Linked DNA regions of Mus musculus: region 2 is linked to region 1. A link is a contact called in public Hi-C data. All regions are on one chromosome and are shown on one strand. Each heading gives the region's core, a stretch centred on a gene start, on an enhancer-like site or on the middle of the called end of the contact. The rest is flanking DNA. Distances are from core to core; before and after follow the strand shown. Region 1 has its middle 9.9 kb from the start of Gm40434. Region 2 overlaps Gm46353.

What was found. A called contact is a pair of places that touch in the nucleus more often than the background predicts.
Region 2: a Hi-C map of the AML12 cell line shows a contact between it and region 1, with 1.8 times the contacts expected there. The contact joins two enhancer-like sites. A contact is called at or near these places in 11 of 39 promoter capture datasets (the 3T3-L1 cell line, the C10 cell line, the HPC-7 cell line and 9 more), 3 of 15 datasets of contacts at CTCF or cohesin (CD8 T cells, the NIH/3T3 cell line and large pre-B cells), 23 of 484 Hi-C or Micro-C datasets (the AML12 cell line, CD8 T cells, the N1E-115 cell line and 15 more), 14 of 115 datasets of contacts at active chromatin or transcription factors (the 230-238 cell line, CD8 T cells, the HPC-7 cell line and 10 more) and 1 of 9 other capture datasets (liver).

What each region holds. Positions count from the first base shown.
Region 1 is chr12:69,448,419-69,455,389 of GRCm38.p6, reverse strand. No RefSeq gene overlaps it. Among named protein-coding and RNA genes, the nearest start is that of Gm40434, 9.9 kb to the left of the region's middle. Within about 2 kb of position 4,074, at least 88 of the 459 cell types and tissues checked have an H3K27ac peak or open chromatin away from gene starts, as enhancers often do. A contact at or near this core is called in the AML12 cell line, where this site is marked.
Region 2 is chr12:69,552,522-69,559,492 of GRCm38.p6, reverse strand. It overlaps Gm46353, which reads right to left. Exons shown (of 2, transcript XM_017315325.2): 2 at 4,974-6,609. The coding sequence ends at 6,260. Among named protein-coding and RNA genes, the nearest start is that of Gm46353, 5.3 kb to the right of the region's middle. Within about 2 kb of position 2,807, at least 65 of the 459 cell types and tissues checked have an H3K27ac peak or open chromatin away from gene starts, as enhancers often do. A contact at or near this core is called in the AML12 cell line, where this site is marked.

The sequences.
Region 1 (6,971 bases), core at 2,825-5,324:
GAAGACTTTTAATGGCCTCTGATCTGGGAGGCCAAGCCGTGTCTCAGAAAAGGCTCTGCACCTTCATCAAGTCTGTCTCTGAGGGAAAGGGCCTAGGGGTTACAGGGCTGCTTGGGCTCTGAGGAAGAACCTTGGTTGGCTCTGTTAGAGCTGAGGAGGCTCCCTTCAATGCTTCTGAAGAGAAGGGAGAGCCAGCCCACAGGCAGGTGAACCTAGCCAGGATGGAATTCGAGGGCCTGGAGAGCCAATCTGTGCTGCCTTCCACCAGAGGAGGCAGAAGGGGATTTCAGAAGGTGGGGATGGGGTGGGGTGGGGTAGGAGTGGGGCATTCTCTTAGTTCAGGGCTTCTGTAACCATGGTCTTTTCCACTGAAGCCAACCAACTTGTAATTCAATTATCCCATTTATACTCTTCTATGTCTGCCACGTGGCTGGTTACCTCTCCTCAGTTTCACACATCTGATACTCTGAGTCTGGCGCTCTCTCTCTCTCTCTCTCTTTCTCTCTCTCTCTCTCTCTCTCTGCCAGATGTCACACCTTATAATCCTGCCTCACCTTATTGTCCATCAGATTTTATCGGCAAGTAATGCTTCCACATAGAAGAGAGTATCCCCACAGGCCTCAGTGACAGTCTCTGCAAGACCGAGAACAACTGATATTTCCCTCCTCAGCCCCACCAGGCCTTGACTCACTTTCCTCCTTTCATACTTCCTCTCTTAGTGGTCCTCAGCTGCTTCTGCTGACACCAACACTACAGCCTTCAACACTTCTTTCCTGGAGTCCAGACTCTTGCACCCTTCCCATGTGTGGTGGTTTGAATGAAAATGTTCCCCCATAGTCTCATAGGGAGTGTCAGTATCAGGAAGTATGTCTTTGAAGTCTTCTTGGAGGAAGCATGTCACTGTGGGTGGGCTTTGAGGTTTCAAATGCTCAAGCCAAGCCCAGTGTCTCTCTCTTCCTGTTGTCTGCTGATCAGGATGTAGAACTGTCAGCTACCCTCTCTCCAGCATCATGTTTGTCTGCATACAACCATGCTTCTCACCATGATGATAATAATGGAGTAAATCCATGAACTGTAAGCCAACCCCAGATAAATGTTATCCTTCACAAGAGTTGCTATGGTCATGGTGACTCTTCACAGCAATAGAAACTCTAACTAAGACACCACAGCCATATCCTTCCAGACATCTCATTGCTTTTTCAAACCCCAAGCTGCCTGCTGACTAAATTCTACTTTCTTCCTAAACACACCCATGATGCTCTTATCTACTGAGCTGTGGGGCTAGGGGGATCTCACACCCATCCCATCACCTAGAAACCTTGTCCACACTGCCCAGCTTGTAATTCACTAAGCCCTCTCAGCTTATCTCCCAGACCACTAACCATTATAACGTATCTGACCTTCCTTTGGTCTCTCTTGCTGGGTAAATCTTAGTACAGGGTAGGCAATACCATGAGGAGACCCCTGAGATCATTCCCCTCAGACCCTCAAAAGTGTTCCCGGCCTCTTTGAGAGTGTTACCAATCTTCCACCAGTATCCTCAACCCCTTCAGATGTGTTCTTTCCCCGCCAGGAGTATCCTCAGCCCTTCTGGAGTGTTCTTAGCCTCTTGAGAGTGTTCTCAGCTCCTCACAAATATCCTCATCCCTCCCAGGAATGTTCTCAGCCTTTCAAGGATGTTCTCAGCTTCCTTAGTAGTTTTCTCAACCGACTCCCCCATCCCACCCCTGCCCCGGGCGTGTTTTCAGCCCCTGGGGGGAGGTGGAGGTATTCTCAGCCCTTGAGACAGTTTCAGCTCCTTAGGCTATCTGCTGTGTACTGCCCACCTCTAGAAGACGACAGCTGATTATTTCTTGGGTGGGAGGGGTGCACTCTGTGGTGAGAGTTGGGAGAGTTAGGAGATGAGAATCTGGAGTTGATGCTGCATCCCCCTTCTCTCTTGCTCATCCTTTCTGCAGGTGTTAGAGGATTCTTTGGCTGGTCTCTCGGTTTAGTCAGGATTCAGTGATTCACCGAGGTCGCCGCAGCCTTAGCTCTGACCCTGTCTCCAACTAGCACCCGGCTCAGTTCCCCTCATCTCTGTGGACTCCCGGAGAAGACTCTGAGGCTCAGTTCAGGCATCTCCATGACACGTGTACAGCTTTGTGCTTAATCCATCTCACATGGAGATGAAAGGCGGTCCAAAGCCCGGTCCTTACCCAGCCACTCTGCTCTGAGCTCCTTATGATGAGTCAGGGGTCTGAAAGGAACTCTCCTCTCCAATTTCAGCCATGAAGCAGAAACTCAGGGTATGACGCACAGATAGATCAACCTCCCAGAGAAACAGACTGGTCATCCTTCATCTTTGCCCTTCCTGGCCGCTGCACAGGTAGTCTAAGAAGTCCACTGCTAACCCACCTCTCTCCCACCAGAAGTAGAAGATACTTTCTGCATTAACCAGGCAGGCCTTGAGATGTGCTTTGAGCAACAAAATGCTTTTAAGATGGAGCTTACAATGAAACAATGCTCTGGTACTTCTGGGTCCACACATTTAGTGCACTGGCAATACCTTCGACTCTCACCTGGAAGCCTGCACGTGGAAAGAAGTCCAACCATATGGAGGTCACCATGCTACGCAGAAACCCAAGCTAAAGGGAGAGAGGGAGGCCTAGGCAGTCGAATGGAGGCACCAGATAGCCAAGTAAAGAAGTCTTTTTTATTTTGTTTTGTTTTGTTGTTTTGTTTGTGAGTGTTGAGACCCCAACTGACACTCTATAAGCAGAACCATCCAGCTGCATCCAACTCAAACTGTAGAATTCTGGGAAGTGATATTAACTGGAGTTAAGCCACTTGGTTTTGACGGCGGCTAATTCTGTAGCGATGGCTGAATGAGCCGTCTCTGCAGCCGCCTTCACATGCCTGCCTGCCTTCTGCTCCATGTCCCCACCATGCCGGCTTGTAGGCCCCGGCTCCTCCATGCTACCTCTCTCCACTCCTCTTGTCCAGCTAGAATCTCCTTTCTCAGCTTTCCTTTCTGTCCACCCAACTTCATCTCCACTTCTGCTTTGCCTCTTGTCGCTCCCACAGCTTCCCACGACAACCTCAAGGATGCTGTGAACGTTTCTTCATGCAGCTGTCTCCCCAACACCAAACTGGGATGTGCTCTCTGGGTGTATTCTGCATCTTCTGCAACACCAAGACTCACTTCTGGTGGAAGTGTGAGCAAGACCCTCAACTTCCAGCCCAGGTTCTCAGAATCAGTTGGGGGTCACATTTGGTTGTCTAACAGAACCCTGCCCCTACTGGATTAATTAGCTAGCTGCTCAATCGTTTCTGTTTTGGGTTTTGTTTTGTTTTTTCCTGCCCCACTATCCTTCACATGTGTCTTTCTTCTTTGTGGTTACCTCAAGGCTACAACATGGTGTCTTTGTCGCTAGCCTCACACGCATGTCCCAGATAGGAAGAAGCCACAAATGCCAGGTTTCATATCTAGAAAGCACCGCTTTCCAGGACTCCTCAGAAGATTTCCACACTTTACAATAGCCAGAACCATATTACAAGGACATCCACAGCTAAGCAGAGTCCAGAGCAAACACCTAGGAGAGCCTCAAGTTTGACCTGGAAACACTCCGTACCTGCATCTGTCTGTCTGACTGTGGGGACCAAGGAGAAAATAGATGAATACTGACTATCAGTGTCTACCTCATTGTCCACCTCTAAAATAGGGTCAGAAACTCCCTTGACTAGCTGTTTGAACTTCAGAGAGACCGTGGGCAAACCTTCTTAGTAACAGAGGCATACATAGCAGCACACAGGGAAAGATATGATGTTCTTACAGTTTCGGAAGCAGCCTTTAGCCAGGAGTTTTCCTAGAGGAGCAGAAGACACACTGTAGAGACACACTTCTGCCTCTGTGTAATTCTTTCACAAATGAATTTACTTCTTGGTTAATAGATCTTTTCTTGATAATCTATTGACCCAACCGTTAATAAATCCAGCTGTCATGTGACACATGGAAAACAAGACTTGGAGAGGCACAAAGGACAGATTGGCAGTTTGGATGCTCTGTGGCTCCAGGGCTGCATATTTCTTCTCTGATTCATGGAAAAGTACACAGTACATAGACGTCAGCCATGGTTTTAAAAAATCTCAGACCGGAGAGTTTAAGAGTCAAGTCCGAAGGTCTTTGTTGCCATGGGCTAAAAAGCTCGCCTGGAAGGCAGCTAGTGGAAAAGCTTAGGAACGCCCTTTATAGCTGCAGCTTCCCCTACCACAGCTGCTTCTTAAAGGAAATGAGTGAAGACTTCTGTACGATTTTTTTTCCTTGCTAGGGAAGAGTGCAAGATGACTTTAAAAGTGAGCTCACTGGCTCACACTCCTAAAGTGTTCAAAGTAGAGTTTCACTTCTGATGGCTCCGATTGCTCAAATGAAGGATAGAAGGATAGCTGTACTCCTAGACATGTTGCTCTGTGGACAGGTCCCAGGAAGCCTCAGGATGAGAGCCCAGCAGAAAGAAGAGGCCCTGCCCCATATACTTCTTCTTCTTCTTCTTTTTAAAGTAAATTCATTAATTAAAAAAGAATAAAAAAGAAAAAAAAAAAAAGGCCTCCCAAACTAGTCCAAACTGAAGCACAAGCTTACCCAAGAATCAATTACCAATCACTGTGCAATTATGTTTTTCTTATTGGCCAGACAGGGCCACTGCCTACCTTATAGCCCAGGTAGGCTACATAAGCTGTAAGTAGGTGAAAGCTCGCCTGCTGAAATATAGTCAGGACGTTCCAGTGAGCGGGAGAGCCAGCTAAGACCAGCCCTGCAAAAGTGCCAGGACTGGTTAGATATAGACGCAACCGGAACTAGAAATACCACCGTAACACAGAGGCTGGGGAGATGGTTCAATTGTTAAAGATTTGTTGTACAAACAGAAGGACCTGCATTCCGATCTCCAACATTCATTTCAATGTCACGCCAGCTCGGAAAGGGCAGAGATGGCACTTCTTGGGAGACAGAAAGCCAGCCAGTCTAGCCAAATCAGTGTGAGCCAGGCTCGGTGAGAGAAACTGTTTCGAAAATAAGGTCTAGAGTGACTGAAGAGGAGCCTGACTTCTCCGCATGTATGTGCACATGTGTACACACACACCATACCATAAAAATACCAGTGACACCCTTTTTTAAATTATTTATTTTTATTTTAGGTGCATTAGTGTTTGAGGGCGTCACATTCCCTGGAACTGGAGTTGCAGACATTAATGAGCCGCCATGTGGTTGCTGGGAAATGAACTCAGGACTTCTGGAAGAGCAACCAGTGCTCTTAACTACTGAGCCATCTCTCCAGCCTGACACCCTTTTTTCAATGTCAATATTCAGCCCATGTTTCAGGTCCATTTCAAATGTCAGCACAGATGAATCTCCCTAGTAAGATCAATTTTTCCATCAATGATTTTTTTGTTTTTCTCCCACGATGTATGTCACATCTTCCTGTGTGTTATGGAGAGCCGTGCAGCCAGTTATTGATTTGTCCTCACTCAGCTTTGGAAAGGACTCCCCGCAGTCAGAGCTGGGCAACCTCACATTCAACACCAGCAGCCTGAGGATGAGGGCTGCTGGCTGCTGGCTCTGCCCTAATGTAACCAGACCTGGGAATGTAAGAATTGCAAGACAGAAGGGAAGAACTCACACAACTTCCCCCAGAAGCATCTTTTGGGGATATGCCTCAGAATGGTATAGTTGAGTCTTGAAGTAGAACGATTCCTAACCTTCTGAGAAACCACCAAATTGACTTCCAGAGTGGTTGTACCAGTTGGCGATCCCACAGCAATGGAGGAGTGATCCCCTTGCTACACAACCTCACCAGCATGTGCAGTCCTTTGAGGTTTTGATCTTAGCCATTCTGACTGGTGTGAGGTGGAACCTCAGGGTCGTTTTGATTTGCATTTCCCTGATGACTAAGGATGTTGTACATTTCTTTAGGTGCGTCTCGGTCATTCAGGATTCTTCTGTTGAGAATTTTGTTTAGCTCTGCACCCCGTTTTTTAAATTGGGTTATTTGGATTGTTGGTGTCTAGCTTCTTGAGTTCTTTATATATTTTGGATGTTAGCTCTCTGTGGGATGTAGGGTTAGTGAAGATCTTTTCCCAATCTATAGGCTGTCATTTTGTCCTGATGATGGTATCTTTTGACTTACAGAAGCTTTTCAGTTTTATGCGGTCCCATTTATTACTTTTCGACCTTAGCACCTGAGCCATTGATGTTCTCTCCTCAGGAAGTTGTGTCCTGTACTGGTGAGTTCAAGGTTATTCCTCACTTTCTGTTCTATTAGATTAAGTGTGTCTGGTTTCACAAACTGAAGAGAAGGGGGAGGGAGAATTGGGGGAAGACTTGTGTGAGGACTGGGAGGAGAGGAAGGGCTGGTATTGGGTTGTATAGGGAATAAATAAATAAATTTAATTAAAAAAAAAAAAGAAAACCACTTGCAGAGAGAAACTTGGATTTGAGAAAGCAAATGACTCTTCTTTCTCTTCCATCTCTCCCTCCTCTTTCTCTTCCTCCCCCTTCAGTCTGAGTGAACCCTTTCTTTAGTTTGTGAAACCTGAAATGAAGTTGATAATAGACTCAAACCCTAAGGTGGAGAAAGCTTACAAATTTCATATTCTGAAAGGGACAGGGGTAGGATGTGAGATGCCCACACCCCTTCGATGAACAAAACTGAAAATCCGAGATACCTTTGACACCTCCCCTGTGCTGGACGAGCCTCACTAACATGTCCAGAGCCTTCCTGCGTTGTTCATGCTTTTTACAAGTTGTCTATTTCCTCTTCCACCCACCCTGGCTCCATTCAAGGGCACTCCCGTTGTTGGGGGACAGAGAGGGAATCTACATACCGAGAACCTCTTTTCAGCCTTGCTTGCAAGCACCTGCAGGCTTCCCTTCAGTGTTTCCTGTTCAACTCAACAGGTTCTAATTATGTGAACTAATATTTGCTCACTATTAA
Region 2 (6,971 bases), core at 1,558-4,057, 110 kb before region 1:
AAAAAGGAGTGATTTATTTGTGTCGCAGTAAACAACACTGCTTAAGGAAAGTACCCTGTAAACTCCAACAGACGAGGATCTGGTCAGTTATTTCAATCCAAGGCCTTGGACCTTGGCAAGAGTCAGAAGGAGAATAAATCTTTTAAGTCTTAACTGTGTGGGAATGTGTTTCCTTTTTCTCAAGTAGAGTAGCTTTTAAGCATGTGGTATGTTCTGCATTCTTTACATATTTGGTACATTTATTATATTCATTTGTGTAATCATCATGACATCTTTAGGAAATAGATGCTAAAATCAATCCATTTCACAGATTAGAAACCCAAGACCAGAGAGTAGTTAGCCAAATAGCAGCATTAGGAGCAAGTTCCAGCCTCTGGAGTCAGGGCAACTTTGTTCTTACTCTTTTTCTCTTAAAATGTAAGACATCTAGGTTTTTTTAGTTCTCTTTCTTTCTTTCTTTCTTTCTTTCTTTCTTATTTATTTAGTGACAGGGCCTTAAGCTATAGCCTCAAGCTTACAATCTTCCCTTCTGTATCTCAGAGTCTTGGAACTATAGGCTTGAGCCAATAAGTTCGATTTCCTTTTTCATCTTAATTCAGATGCATTGCTGCCATTCCTGGTTTGAATAAATTAAATAGCAGAAAGAGTCATCAGAGATCAACAGTAGACTCAATAGCAAGTAGACACATGGAAAAGAGACACTAACCTGTACTTCCATTTGGATGAGCAAAGGCATCCATATTTTATATTCAGGGAAGATTAGAATCCATACATACACAGGTACTTTATTCTTACTCCTCCTCACCCTTGTTTTTTATTTCATGTGCCTCGAAACATATTCCATATTCAGTATTCTCACACAAAGATTTACCGAATTCTGCTGGACATGGTGGCACCTGCCTGACACCCCAACACTAGTGAGGCCAGTGCAGGGAGATTCAGAGGTTCAAGGCCAGTCCATGTAGTGAGACCATGATGATTAAAAAAAAAAATTAGTAGGGGGAGTTGAAGTTGGAAACTTAAGGGTTCTTTGGAAAGTCATTTGGATGGTGCTTTGCTGGGGCAAACACATGAAGAAACTGTTAGCTGAAGCAGACACAGGAGAGAGGATGCTCTGCTAAAGCAAGCACGTGAAAGGACACACGATGAAGGATTCTTCGCTAATGACACACATGTATTGGTCCATCTTACATTGCATAGTTGAGCTGCATATGTTGGGATTCCATAGAGAGAAAGGCACCAAGAATCTTCTGGTGGCGTGCTGCAGTTTCTTGCTGCTTCCTCGGACTCAAATTCACTGTCTGGATCTTTCAGAATCTAACCATCATCTAGTAAAGGGTATTTCAACCGGGACTAAATTTGTTTGTTGGCTTGTTTTGTTGTTATTTATAAGGGAATTGTCAGGGAATATTTGTACTTTAGATTTTTAATTCATCTGTGCAAAGGATGGTACAAGAGGCTGCACAGCCTCTCTCCAGGAGAATTCTGGATACTAGGTACTGGATCTTGCTACCTTCCTATCTGACCAGATCTTCACATAGCATATAGCTTTGCTGTGTGGTCTGACAGTGCCTTAGGGTTTTCATTGCTATGAAGAGGCACCATGGCAGTTCTTATAAAGGAAAGCATTTAATTGGGGCTGGTTTACAGTCTTAAAGGCTTAGTCCATCATCATCATCATGGGAAGCATACTAGCACACAGGCAGACATGGTGCTGGAGAGGACGCTGAGAGTCTGACATCTGGATCCACAGGCAGTAGAGAGAGTGACACTAGGCTTGGCTTGAGTACCTGAAACCTTAAACCCAGGGACACTTCTTCCAACAAGGCTGCACCTCCTAATCTTTCTAAGTAGTGCCACTCCCTGATGGCTAAGCATTCAAATCTATGACATATGTAGGCTGGGTTTTTTGTTGTTGTTGTTGTTTTGGTTTTTTGAGACAGGGTTTCTCTGTGTAGCCCTGGCTGTTCTGGAACTGACTCTGTAGACCAGGCTGGCCTTGAACTCAGAAATTCGCCTGCCTCTGCCTCCCAAGTGCTGGGATTAAAGGTGTGAGCCACCACTGCCCAGCTGGAGGCTGTTCTTATTCAAACCACCATTGACCGGGAAGTCAGAAGATAACAAATCTACTGAATGAATGTACAAACCAATTAAAATGTTTTAAACTGTGGTGAGAGGGAGTATGAAATCTGATTTCCTTGGGTTGACATGTTCATGACAGAGAAGGAGAAAATCATGTGACCTTTTCCTGCCGGGGCCTCGGAGATGGTCACCATGTAAGGCATTTTCTGTATTTATCAGCACCAGCTAGCACTCCAGCCCCTCGTGCCTGTGGAGGCCAGAAGAGGACATCAAATTCTCTGGAACGGGAGTTACAGATGGTTGTGAGCTGCCACGTAGGTGCTGGGAATTGAACCTCTAATCTTAACCATTGAGCTGTCTCTCCATGCTGTTTCAGATAAACAAGTAGAACTCAGCCTTACAAAAGCCACCTTCCCTCTAAATGCATCTCGGGGTGTGTGTTCTAGGCTCAGCATAAGCTAAAGCGACTTCTCCACCCAAGCCTTTTGAGATTTCAGCTGTTCCTCTGCTTCATGCATTTCACAGATTCCCACATAGGCTGGAGGGCTTAATTAGTGCTAAGTCATATAGTGGTGGAGAAACACTGCTGGCTGCAGACATAGCAGGAGAAAATTAAAGCTGTCAGCTGTGACAAGCTTTGCAGATTAGCCCTGAACTCACCATGATGTAAGTTCTGGCCTTGCCCTTTATTTCCAAGGACGGCACAAACTCAACCACATTATTAACTTGTCCACATGTGGTATGACTTTACTGTGTCCTTTCACAGCACATATTGGCAGTGGATGCCCGGCCTTGTTAAAACTCCTGCTTCCATGCTAGAAACTGAATCTCCTATTGAGTCAGACCCAGGTTACTCTATCAACAAAATGTGCCCAGCGGTCTACCCAAGCTTGGCTCTAAACTAGGCCCCATGGGAGAAATAAAGGAAACATGAAGTTGAACGCAAGCAAACTGGAACACAAAGAGTAGACAGGCTAGCTGGCAGGCTGAGGGAGCAGACCGTGGAGAAAACAGTAGGCCTGGATTCGTGGGGTGCTGGCATAAACAGATCAAAGGTCCTGATTGGTGTGGTATGCTGCAGAGTCCAGGCTGGATTCCTGCCTCCTCCAGCCTCCAGGACTTGAAGTTCCAGGAGTGTGGGCAGGTCACATAATTCCTGATCCTTGTCCCCTCCCCCACTAAGTCAAACAGCACAGAGATTCCCAGGCTTAAAAGAGCAAAAGGAGAGAGATTGCTCTGACAGAATTCTGTGAAGACAGTCTACACTGTGGGCTATATGGGACACACGGGATTTTAATGCGTGACATAAGACTGTTCTTAGAGCAGTGTGGCCCAGAGACGCTGAAAGACCCCCGATTTTCTGCTCGGTCTTCCAAGCCCATGGGCAGAGGCAGCTGACAATGGTGGAGCTGATGTTTAAGTCCTGATTCCTGAAGTGAAACTGTAAGCATGACCTTGTTTAGAAATTGAATCCTTAAGCTGGACAGTGGTGGCACACACCTTTGATCCCAGCACTTGGGAGGCAAAGGCAGGCAGATTTCTGAGTTCAAGGCCAGCCTGGTCTTGAAAGACCCCCCTGGTGGGCAGTCAATCAATCTGAGGAGACCCTCCCAAGGATCAGCGAGTCCACGATTCGGATGTAAACAGCAAGAGGCTTTATTGGGAACACGGGTACCCGGGCGACTCAGTCTATCGGAGGACTGGCGCGCCGAGTGTGGAGTTTTTACCCTTTTTATAGGGCTAGGGCTGGGGAGCAAAAAGCGCGGTTACAGAAGCGAGAAGCGAGCTGGTTGGTTAGTTCGAATAAGGTTTGGGGTACTTCCCGGTCATTTGGGGAAACTGAGGTGGGACTTTTTAGATCTAAACAATGTCTATTTTCAAGAAATGGGTAGGGGAGGGGTACAAGGAAAGAGTCTAATGAAGGTTCAGCAATGGGCACATATCTGGTCAGAACATTGGCAGACACACAGGTTCAAGGAGTGACCAGAGCACTGTGCACCTCTATTTTTCTAAATCAGTGAAGCTAGTTCTGCTAACACTGACGTCTATCGGGGCTTCTGTGTCTGTTGCTGGTTCCGCTTTATCTGAGAACCATCTGTTCTTGGCCCTGAGCCGGGGCCCAGGTGCTTGACCACCGATATCCTGTTCGGCCCCTGTCCCAGTGCTATTCAGCCTTGATCTTTAACTGTTAATCTATAACTGAACTTCCTTGTAACTTTTGAGAACCCAGCTCTGGTACTTTTTCATGCCTTGCAAAATGGCGTTACTGCAGCTAGCTTGCTAAGCCTTATGGTGGGGTCTTTCATTCCCCCCTCTTTCTGGAAACTGAATAAAATCTTTTATTCACGTGATTCCACTTCTTCTGGACCTATTGATTTGAGTTGGTGATACTGTTGGGTCAGAACCAGGGCCTGCACCACCGAAATTCTGTCTTTTACAAACTGGACCAAGCGGTTGAGAATACAGGGTCCGAAGAGTAGGATTAATAAGAGTATTATCAAGGGGCCCATAATGGTGGATATCAAGGTCGTGAACCATGGGGACCTGTTAAACAGTCCCTCAAACCACCCTTGTCCTGATTCGAACAATTTTTGTCTCTGGTTTAACCTTTCTCTTAGCTTTGCCATGCTATCTCTCACTACGCCAGTGTGGTCCGCGTAGAAACAGCATTCTTCTTTTAGGGCAGCACATAATCCTCCTTCTTTTAGGAACAGTAGATCTAATCCTCTCCGGTTCTGTAGGACCACCTCAGACAACGAGGTCAGAGACTTTTTTAGGGCACTGACTGATTTTTCTAAGGCCCCAAGGTCTGTATGTATGGCTGCCTGGAGCTGCTCGAATTGCTTGGTGGCCACTAGGGCTGTAGTCCCTGTTCCTACTCCTGCAGCTATGCCGCCCATAGTAAGTCCTCCCAACAGCAGGGCCAGAGTTAATGACACCGGCTCTCTTTTATATTTGGTTTTTCTCTCAAACTGGCCATAAACATAACCAGGGGAGTGGTAGGTCACCTTTGGCCAGAGCTCAACCAGGACACAGTAATCGGTGGTGAGGTTGAGTACAGTAGTAGATAGGCAGGGAGTGAGCCCGGTGTTGCAAGCCCAAATGGTCCCGGCGGGAGCAGCCAGATAGTAGGACCCGTCGCTTGTATTCTGGGTGGTATTACACAGGGCCTGATGGGTTTTGGGAACTGCTCCTACGCAGAGTCCCTGTCCGGTTACTTCGGACAGGGTCAGCTTGTGTTGGGAGGCCACGGAGCAGTTAGCTGGGGCAGAGGTATGGTTGGAGTAGGTACCTAGGACGGCAACCCCTTCGTAATAGGGGGGTCCCGATACCAGACACAACCAGCACTCTTGGGTTTTGTCAGGACTGGTGAGGTTGAGTGCTTGGTAGGCTCCATCTACCAGGTTCAGCAGTCTGTCTCCCGTCCCAGGTTGTATAGAGGCTGCGCCTGTAGGGGAAGGCTGAGGAGGCCTGGGGAGCATGATCTGCACGGGTCGGGAGGGGGGTAACTGGTCAGTGATCACGGGATTAGGCCCAATGGGGATGCGGGGCCCTATATTGAGGACCTGGCGGGTCAAAGAGAACCGGGTCACCGGGTCGGTTCCTGTGGATCGGTACAGTCTTAGTCCCCATACTTTGGGGCCATCCCAGCTGGCCTTTTTACCCGCGTCAGTGAATTCTAGGACTAGGGGATTGCATCGACCCCCCGGTGTGGCACCCTGGATGCCACTGGAGACCGCTGAGGAATCATAACAGGGGCCCTGATTCCGAGGGGTGTTTCCTCGCTTAAGGGAAATTAGGTCCCATGATGATGATGGCTTCCAGTATGCCTGTCCAGTGGTCTCACAGCCCCATTTGCCACAGTAGCCCTCTCTCGGGCCTCCACACCCTGTTGGTACAGTATGCCCGGGGCAAACATAGAAGTCAAATGTTCTTGCCCTTTTTCTTCCCCCGGGAGTGCGACACCCGAGTCCAGTCTCATCCCAGTCGTCCCCTATTAAATCGCACAAGTCAAAGTACAGTTTGGGAAAGGCATCGGTCATTGTCCCCAGGAGGGAGGTAGCATTAGCTGTTTGTCCTGTCATTAAGTTGGTAACTCTCCAAGTAACATTGAAGACCTGATGAGGGCTGTCATGTGGTACTGATACTCCTGCCCTTATTAAGATCCCCAGGACTATCAGGGGGGCCCACGGGTTAATCTTATCTTTAAGGGGTTTTGAGAACGCTGGACCTTCCATGTCGGTCCTGATGCTGTTCCGGCCGGAGGGGTTGTCGCCGCTTTTACGTGAGCGGCGTGGATCCACGCAGCGATGCCGTCTACTTTGAGAGCGGTGGGGGTGGTCAGCAGGACGGTGTAGGGTCCTTTCCAGCGAGGTTCCAAGTTCTTAGTCTGGTGCCGGCGTACCCACACGGTGTCGCCGACACGGAAGGGGTGTGGTATCACAGGCTGGTCTTGTTGGTCCTGATAGGCAGCGGCCAGAGGCTTCCAGACCTCTCGTTGTACTGCTTGGAGGGCCTGTAAGTGAGCTTGGAGAGAGGGGCTATTAGTAAACTTTGACATTTCAGGATCATGGAAATTAACAAGGGGCGGGGGCGCCCCATACAGGATTTCATACGGAGTGAGTCCATGGGGGCCCGGAGTGTTGCGGGCTCGGTAGAGGGCCAAGGGAAGTAGGAGTACCCAGTCTCTAGTGCCAGTTGCAAGCGTTAATTTGGTCAAAGTCTCCTTGATTGTCCTATTCATTCTTTCTACCTGACCTGAACTCTGGGGTCTGTAAGCACAATGTAGTTTCCAATCAATCCCCAGTAGCTTGGCCACCGACTGACTTACCTGGGAGACGAAGGCAGGCCCATTATCAGTCCCCAATACTTGGGGCATTCCAAACCTT